2 separate regions of the Ovis aries genome follow, and region 2 is linked to region 1. Evidence: chromatin contacts called from public Hi-C data. All regions are on one chromosome and are shown on one strand. Each heading gives the region's core, a stretch centred on a gene start, on an enhancer-like site or on the middle of the called end of the contact. The rest is flanking DNA. Distances are from core to core; before and after follow the strand shown.

Region 1 (3,353 bases), core at 97-2,596:
ACATGCTGAAGGTTTTTTTCCAGCAAGAGGAAAAGTCTTAAAGTGGTGAGTTTTTATTTTGTTGTGTTTTTTAAACCACATCAAGGATGCAATATTTTACTTTAAGGAGGGAGGTCAGCAGTATTCAAAATGCAGGGAGCAAAAAAAAAACACAGGGAGCATTCTTTCTGAAAACACTTGAAGATTCCCTTCTAAACCTCATTTCAATCCCAGGTTCTCACCTTTCCTCCACCAACACAAGGGAGGCCTTTTCTGATACACAGGGAAAAAAAGACATCAAATATGTCTTTTTGAACAATAATTTTTCTTGGAAATTTTCTTGTTGAAAATTATTTTTAGGGTTATTTTGCAAGTTTGATTGAGGGCAATTTTTACTAAGATGAACCAGCTTCCTTTTGAGTGTGGGCACTTCATTTCCCCTCCCAGATCTTATCTGCCTCTTATCTGTGAAATGAATGGATTAGAGTTGATAAGTCTTCCTATATCTGGTGGTCTTTGATTCTGCCATCGTTTCATCTACTCCATAGGAATGTGGCTCTGGAGCCTGTTTGTGCTTTAGATTGTGGACTAGGAATCAAGCCCCAGCTCCCCCACCCACCTCCCACTCCACACCCTCCAACTGCCTGGGAATTAAGGGAAAAGAGGCTTGAAACCCTTTTATTTGACGTTAGAGCTCTCCGTGGCATTAACCTGTTGCTGGTCTAACGTGTGGGACAGAGGAAATGTGCTTCACAGCTGTAAACAGGGGTAGTGAACAAGTGCGTTTTCTTTTCTGTTTTCCTTTTTGCCAGGGGTGAGACGGGGGAGGAGAAACAGTGGTCTTTGTTGTGAAGCCATAGTTCCAAACTTCAGCCTAGAGGAATGTTTAAGTTCTGAAAAAAAGTTAACGGAGAAGGCCTGCAATGATGTACTTCCAGTCACAACAAGAGGGTAAGAACGTTCCGGGCGCTGGACTGAAGAGACACAAAAGTCAGGAAGTGACCCTTTCGTCGGGATTTCAGAGGCCGCGGACGAGAAACAAAGTCCTCTCACAACTCGGGGAACTTTGGGCCGTACCATCCCGAGGGGCAGGGGTGGCGGAGCCGGGGGCGGGGGGAGTGGGGGCGGGGAGGGCCGTGGAAACTGACAGCTCGGTTCTGAACGAGCCGTGAGCAAACTGAGAATTTCCACGCTGAAAAGACTCGGTGTCCGCTGATCCCGCGCCCTGAAGTGGAACCGGGGATCGGCAGATCCTCACTGCAGAGTCTGCCCAAATAGAAGCCGCGGTGGCCCTGGCGAGAGCCGGCCTCCTGAATCCGGGCCTGTGCGCGCCCAAGCGGGCCGCGCGCCCGGGTCTCTGGATGGCGTGCCGGCGCAGCCCATCTGCGGCCGCGCGGCCGGGAGGAAGCCGGCCCTGGCGATGAATGGGGCTTTGTTCGCGGGCAGCCAAAGCTGCCCTCGGCAGGCCCAGATCGCACAACGGAGGCTGTATGCGAGCGGAATGGAAATAAGCCTGCGGGCCTCCCGAAGGAGCCCCGTCCCCTTCCCTTCGCCGAGCAGAGGAATGCTGGCAAGCCGGAAAGGAGCCCTCGCCGGGAACGCTGCTCTCGCGGCTCTGAAACCCCATTGAGAAGAGCCCTTTGATGCAATTAAAGCGCATTTCATTGCAGGCCGGGGAGGAGGGAAGGCCCATCCAGCTTTTTTTCTGTCTCGAGCGTGTTAGTGTGTGCACCTTTGTGGGGCGGGCGACTTAGAGAGCAGGCGGGAACTGGAGCCCCGTCTCTCGCAGACATTCTGTAACATCGTAAAGAAGCACCCATAAACAGATTGGTTTTCACCGTGGGTGGAACCCAGTTTGAACAACATCCAGGCTGACCTGCAGGCCAGCGTTCCTGCTTTGAAAGACTCTTTGGTAAAACTCACACCACCTGCCCTGCTGTAAAGGTTTAGGCGGACAAGAAATTGCGTTTGAAGGAGGAAGTTGTTTTTGAGGTCATTGCTCCCGGTTTTCCATTTTCTCAGAGGTGTAGTGGGCTATGTCGCAGGTCCAGAATTGGTCACAGTAAAATATAAAATGTAGATGTAAAACGACGTAACCTGAAAACGTTGACGTTCTTGGATGCGACTGCTATTTTAGTGCTAGGATTATTCTCTAAGATTTCCCTGTTTCCTCCATTGAGACAACTGTGTGGCCCTGGGAAGACCCAGGTAGCCTGAGTTTAATATTTTTCATCTGTTAAAATGAATAACAAAAGGCCAGATAACTGCTACCATAAAGCTCTGGGTGCTAGCAGGATTCTTTCTAAATTGGAGGTGAGCACTTGTGTAAGATGTATGGGCCTGAATCTGCAGTAAACGTCAATGTAAAAGGATCACAGTTTTTTGTTGACTTTGCACCAATTATAACTGGGGCTAATAGTCTGTCAGTTTCCACTAAGAATATACCTTCTTGAGGACAGGACCCTGTCTTTTATTCTGGCCTCCCCTGTCCCCAGAGCATTGCCTGACCATCATGAGTGGGCAACACATACGTGGAATACAAAGAATTAATACTAACTTGATGCCATTTTCTGTCACTTACTATGTAAATAAGAAATAGAAGTTTGGTGGGTATTGGGGACCCTTGGCTAGGTAGAAGTTTGAAAGAAGGAGCAGGAAAACATTTTGAGAGCACAGACATGCTGCAAATGTTTCCTGAAGTGACCGAAGCAGAGCAGGGCACTGAGGTGGAGGAGGCATTCTTTTTCCCTGAGTGGATGGTTAGTACTGGCAAGCTTGAATCACATTTTATATTTGCAAGGAGTGTGCATAGCTGATTCTTCATTCATTCTTTGAACATCCCATGGATGTGGGACAGTAAGACACAGTGGCTATGTATGATGAGTATCATGTTTCTTATATATTGATCTAAATATAGCTCCATGATTCTTGTTATTTGGGGCTTTGTTTAGGCCTATAACTTGAGTTCAAGCCCTATGAGGGCTTGAATACCTGACTTTTTCACCATTCAATAAAACCCAGTAACTTTTTTCCACCAAAATGAGGAAGCTCATAAATGAGACAGTAGAGAACATCCTATTTCAAATACATCTCCAGGTATCTGCAGGAAACACCACTGAAGCGACATTGACATAAACAAATGGATGTTCCCCTCAACTCCCTCAACTTCCTAAACACACACACACACACACACACACACACACACAGTTAGGTGTTGAGAAATATAAAGTCCAGTTTAAAGATGTTTGTGTCAGGGTACAGAATGCCCAACATACAATTGTCCTCAACTTTATTTCTTATCATGTGGCCCTGCTTGGCTATTATTCTGAGTTGCATTTTTGTCTTGATGTGGATATCATCCCTGAGAGTTGAAA
Region 2 (3,194 bases), core at 145-2,644, 180 kb before region 1:
GGTTCCTGCCATTAAATAAAATGGCTAAAGAAATCAAATGTTTTCTCCAGAACAAGATGCACTCAAACTCTCCACGGTTGCAAGGACCCAAGTCCCCGAGGAGGTCTGGGAGGGTGACGAGGAAAAATGGGGCGGGGGGGGGGGGGGTAGTTAGTAATCAAAATCAGTGAGGTGCTTACTCGTTGTCAGAAGTCGCCGTCTCCTCGCTCATCTTTCCCTCACCGCGATCCGATCTGGAGATGGAGGAGCAACAGCAGGCAGAGGAGCAGCAGCAGCACTGAGGGGCAGGAGGCAGCGGCGGCCGGGGGGGCGCGGGGGCAGCGGCTCAGGGGCCTCACCATGGTGGATGCCTCACCCGGAATGGTGCCCCCCCAGCCGGGAACCCCGGCCACCCCCGCAGGGGGGTGGCGGCGACAACCTCCACCGTGGCGACCCCAGCCTCTTCCCCCGCCTCAGCGTCCAGCCAAAGGATCCGAGGAGGCCGGGGAGGGTGGGAGCCAAGCAAAAAAGGAAGGGGGGGCTGCGAAGGTGGACTGGAGACCGTCTCCTCGGGCCACGGGTGGAGCGCGGCGGGGTCCGGCCAGGAAGGAGCAGGCAGGCGGGCTGAGAACCCAGGAGCAGAGGCGGCGCTTCCCTCAGGGATGCGGCGAGAAGGAAGCAAGGATCCGCTTGGTGGGGGCCGGCGGGGGGGTGCCGAGGCCAGGCTCCGGGCGGCGGCGACGCGGTCCTGCCGGAGCCCACCCCACCATCTCCCGCCTCGCCGCCGGCTGCCCGCTCAGCCCCGGGCGGCGATCGGGCCGGTCCTTCCGGACGAGCAGAAGCGGGCGAGGGGCCTCACGGCGGCGGATTCCTCCAGACACGCTCCGGCCGGGACGACTCCAGAAGGGGGAGGAGGGGGCGGCGGGGCGCGTGTGAGGCAGGGGCGGGCGAACGTATCGTCCTCACCCGGGTCGGAGAAGAGCGGCACGCCCGAGGGGCAGGGTCCCGAGAAGAGGCGGGAGAGCGAGGAGACCGGCCGCGGGTGCCCCACCAGACGGTGCCCACCAGCAGCTCCGCGGGCCAGCTCCTCACGCTCGCCAGAGGGGAGCCGCGAGGGGGGCGGCGGAAGCGCTCACGCCGCCCGCTCCTTCCGCCGCCGCCGCTGCCCGAACCAGGGGCGCCCGCGGGAGAAGGAGGCGAAGTAGTCCCTGGCGATTTCTGCAGGCCGCCGGCTTCCCTGAGGGCCAGAGCGGGTACGGGGCGGGGTTGCCGCGCGGGGTGCCCGGACTGAGAGGGCGTGTAGGTAGGAGGACTAAAAGCTGCGACCTCCGGACGAATCACTGCAACTCGAAGTCGTGTGCAGCATAGCAAGTTTCAGGAAAGTAGTTCCTCCTCCCTTCATTTCCCAAATCGTTGTCGAGCCACCGAGCTGGGAGAGGAGGAGGGAGGCGGAGGGATACGCAGGCACCGTGCTCGTGTGCGTGCGCGCGCTCCAAACTCTTGGCACGCCGCGAAAGGGGGCGGGGGTGGGAGCTGCACGGGGAGCCGCTCGGGAGGTTGCATTGTTGCGGCGTGCTGCTCCCCGTTACTTGCTTTGGAATATGCTGGTTGTTTGAACAGAAAAGCTAGAGTGACAGTGTGCTCCCGGAGGAAACTGGAGGCCTCTCTGTTCTGCTATGTGTTTGTGTGTGTGTGTGTGTGTGTTTTCCTTGCAAAGAATGGAACTGGCATGAGTTCATCTTTAGTTGGTGGGGGTTGGAGAGAGGGACTGTACAAAGAGAGCTCCGCCTGCTGTCCCTCTGGTTGCACTGCTGCAGTCTCCTAGCTGCATGCCCAGAGTGTGTGTGTATGAGAGAGAAAGAGCGAGAAGAGAGTTTTAGTATCTTGGATTCTTACTGCGCAAGGGGTATGCTGCGCGGGGCATTCATCTCTGAAAGCTAGACTGGTTGTTAATGGAGAACGACTCCCATTGAAGCCCTGGGTAGGCGTGTTACAAGAATCTGGCGCAGCCAGAAGCACAGGAAATAACTCCCGCTGCGAGTGAGGTTGCATAACTATAGCGCAGAAGATGCCTCTGTGGCACGCACGAACTGCTCTAAACGGAGGCGGAACGATTATTTAATAGGCAGCTGTCACGTTTGCATTGTTAGAGGGCAGTGTGTGCATTCAGCTCAAACGGTTTTTGCACAGAAACCTGCTGGGGTTGCGGGCTGGAGTCGACGTCTGCGGGACCGGAGGACTCAGAGTTCCTGTCTGCAAATTCTATTATCCCTCCTCTACCTAGAAAGCCAGCCTGTACATGATCTGGCCTGGGGGACTGAGTCCCAGGTGTGTGACGCATCTCCCTAGATATCAGTCCAGCTCTGTATGCAGTGCTCGTCTGTCATTCTTAGGTTTATGCAACCTGAGAATGAAGGTCGTTGCTCCTGCCACCTTGAAGGGTAGGACAGTTCCTGAGGAAGAAGAAAGTGGGAGAACTCAACAAACCAGCACTCCTCTTGCTTTCTCCAGAAAGTGTCACGGTCGCTGTTCTCAGGAGCCCCACACCAGCCTACTAACAGTGTTTTGGACGTTGTTATTTTAGTGACAAAGTCGTGTCCGACTCTTTGCGACCCCATGGGCTGTAATCCACCAGACTCCTCTGTCCATGGGATTTCCCAGGCAAAAAGAATACTGAAGTGGGTTGCCATTTCCTTCTCCAGAGGAACTTCTGACTCAGGGATGGAATCCCAATCTCCTGTCGTGGCAGGCGGGCTCTTTACTGCTGAGCCACCAGGGAAGCCTGTTTGGACATAGTAGGTGTTTAATAAACGTTTGGGGGAATAAAGGAGTAGAGTCAGTCTGCCCAGAAAACTACCCTATTGATTTCTAAGGTTTCTTTATGTAACTCTTGCTTCTTTCTCAGAGCAAGGAACGGGCTGTGTTGATTACAGGAAGAGATAAGGGGATCCTCCATAGTCAGAGGTTATCTCTGTTACCTCTGAACCTGCGTTTTTGGTCTTGTTTCTGCAAGGAACTTGTAACTGCGGGTATTGGTACTACCCTGCTCTCCTTCCAGTGCCACTGCTCACCACTTTGGCAGCTCCGATTTTAATCAAGTCCCATCAATTTTAATTTGTGTTCTAGACAGTTTGTGTTCCAGGCAAGTTCCTTAAACTCTGTGCCTGTGTCAATCGGGCTAATAGTACCTAATTCCTAGAGTAGCTGTACCGATT

What was found. A called contact is a pair of places that touch in the nucleus more often than the background predicts.
Region 2: a Hi-C map of hypothalamus shows a contact between it and region 1, with 6 times the contacts expected there. The contact joins the promoter of SPRED1 here to the enhancer-like site in region 1. A contact is called at or near these places in 3 of 16 Hi-C or Micro-C datasets (hypothalamus, muscle and tail adipose tissue).

Annotation. Positions count from the first base shown.
Region 1 is chr7:31,864,569-31,867,921 of ARS-UI_Ramb_v3.0, reverse strand. No RefSeq gene overlaps it. Among named protein-coding and RNA genes, the nearest start is that of TRNAC-GCA, 81 kb to the right of the region's middle. Within about 2 kb of position 1,346, at least 42 of the 54 cell types and tissues checked have an H3K27ac peak or open chromatin away from gene starts, as enhancers often do. A contact at or near this core is called in hypothalamus and tail adipose tissue, where this site is marked.
Region 2 is chr7:32,048,140-32,051,333 of ARS-UI_Ramb_v3.0, reverse strand. It overlaps SPRED1 (sprouty related EVH1 domain containing 1), which reads right to left and starts at 1,394. Exons shown (of 7, transcript XM_027971661.3): 1 at 180-1,394. The coding sequence starts at 211.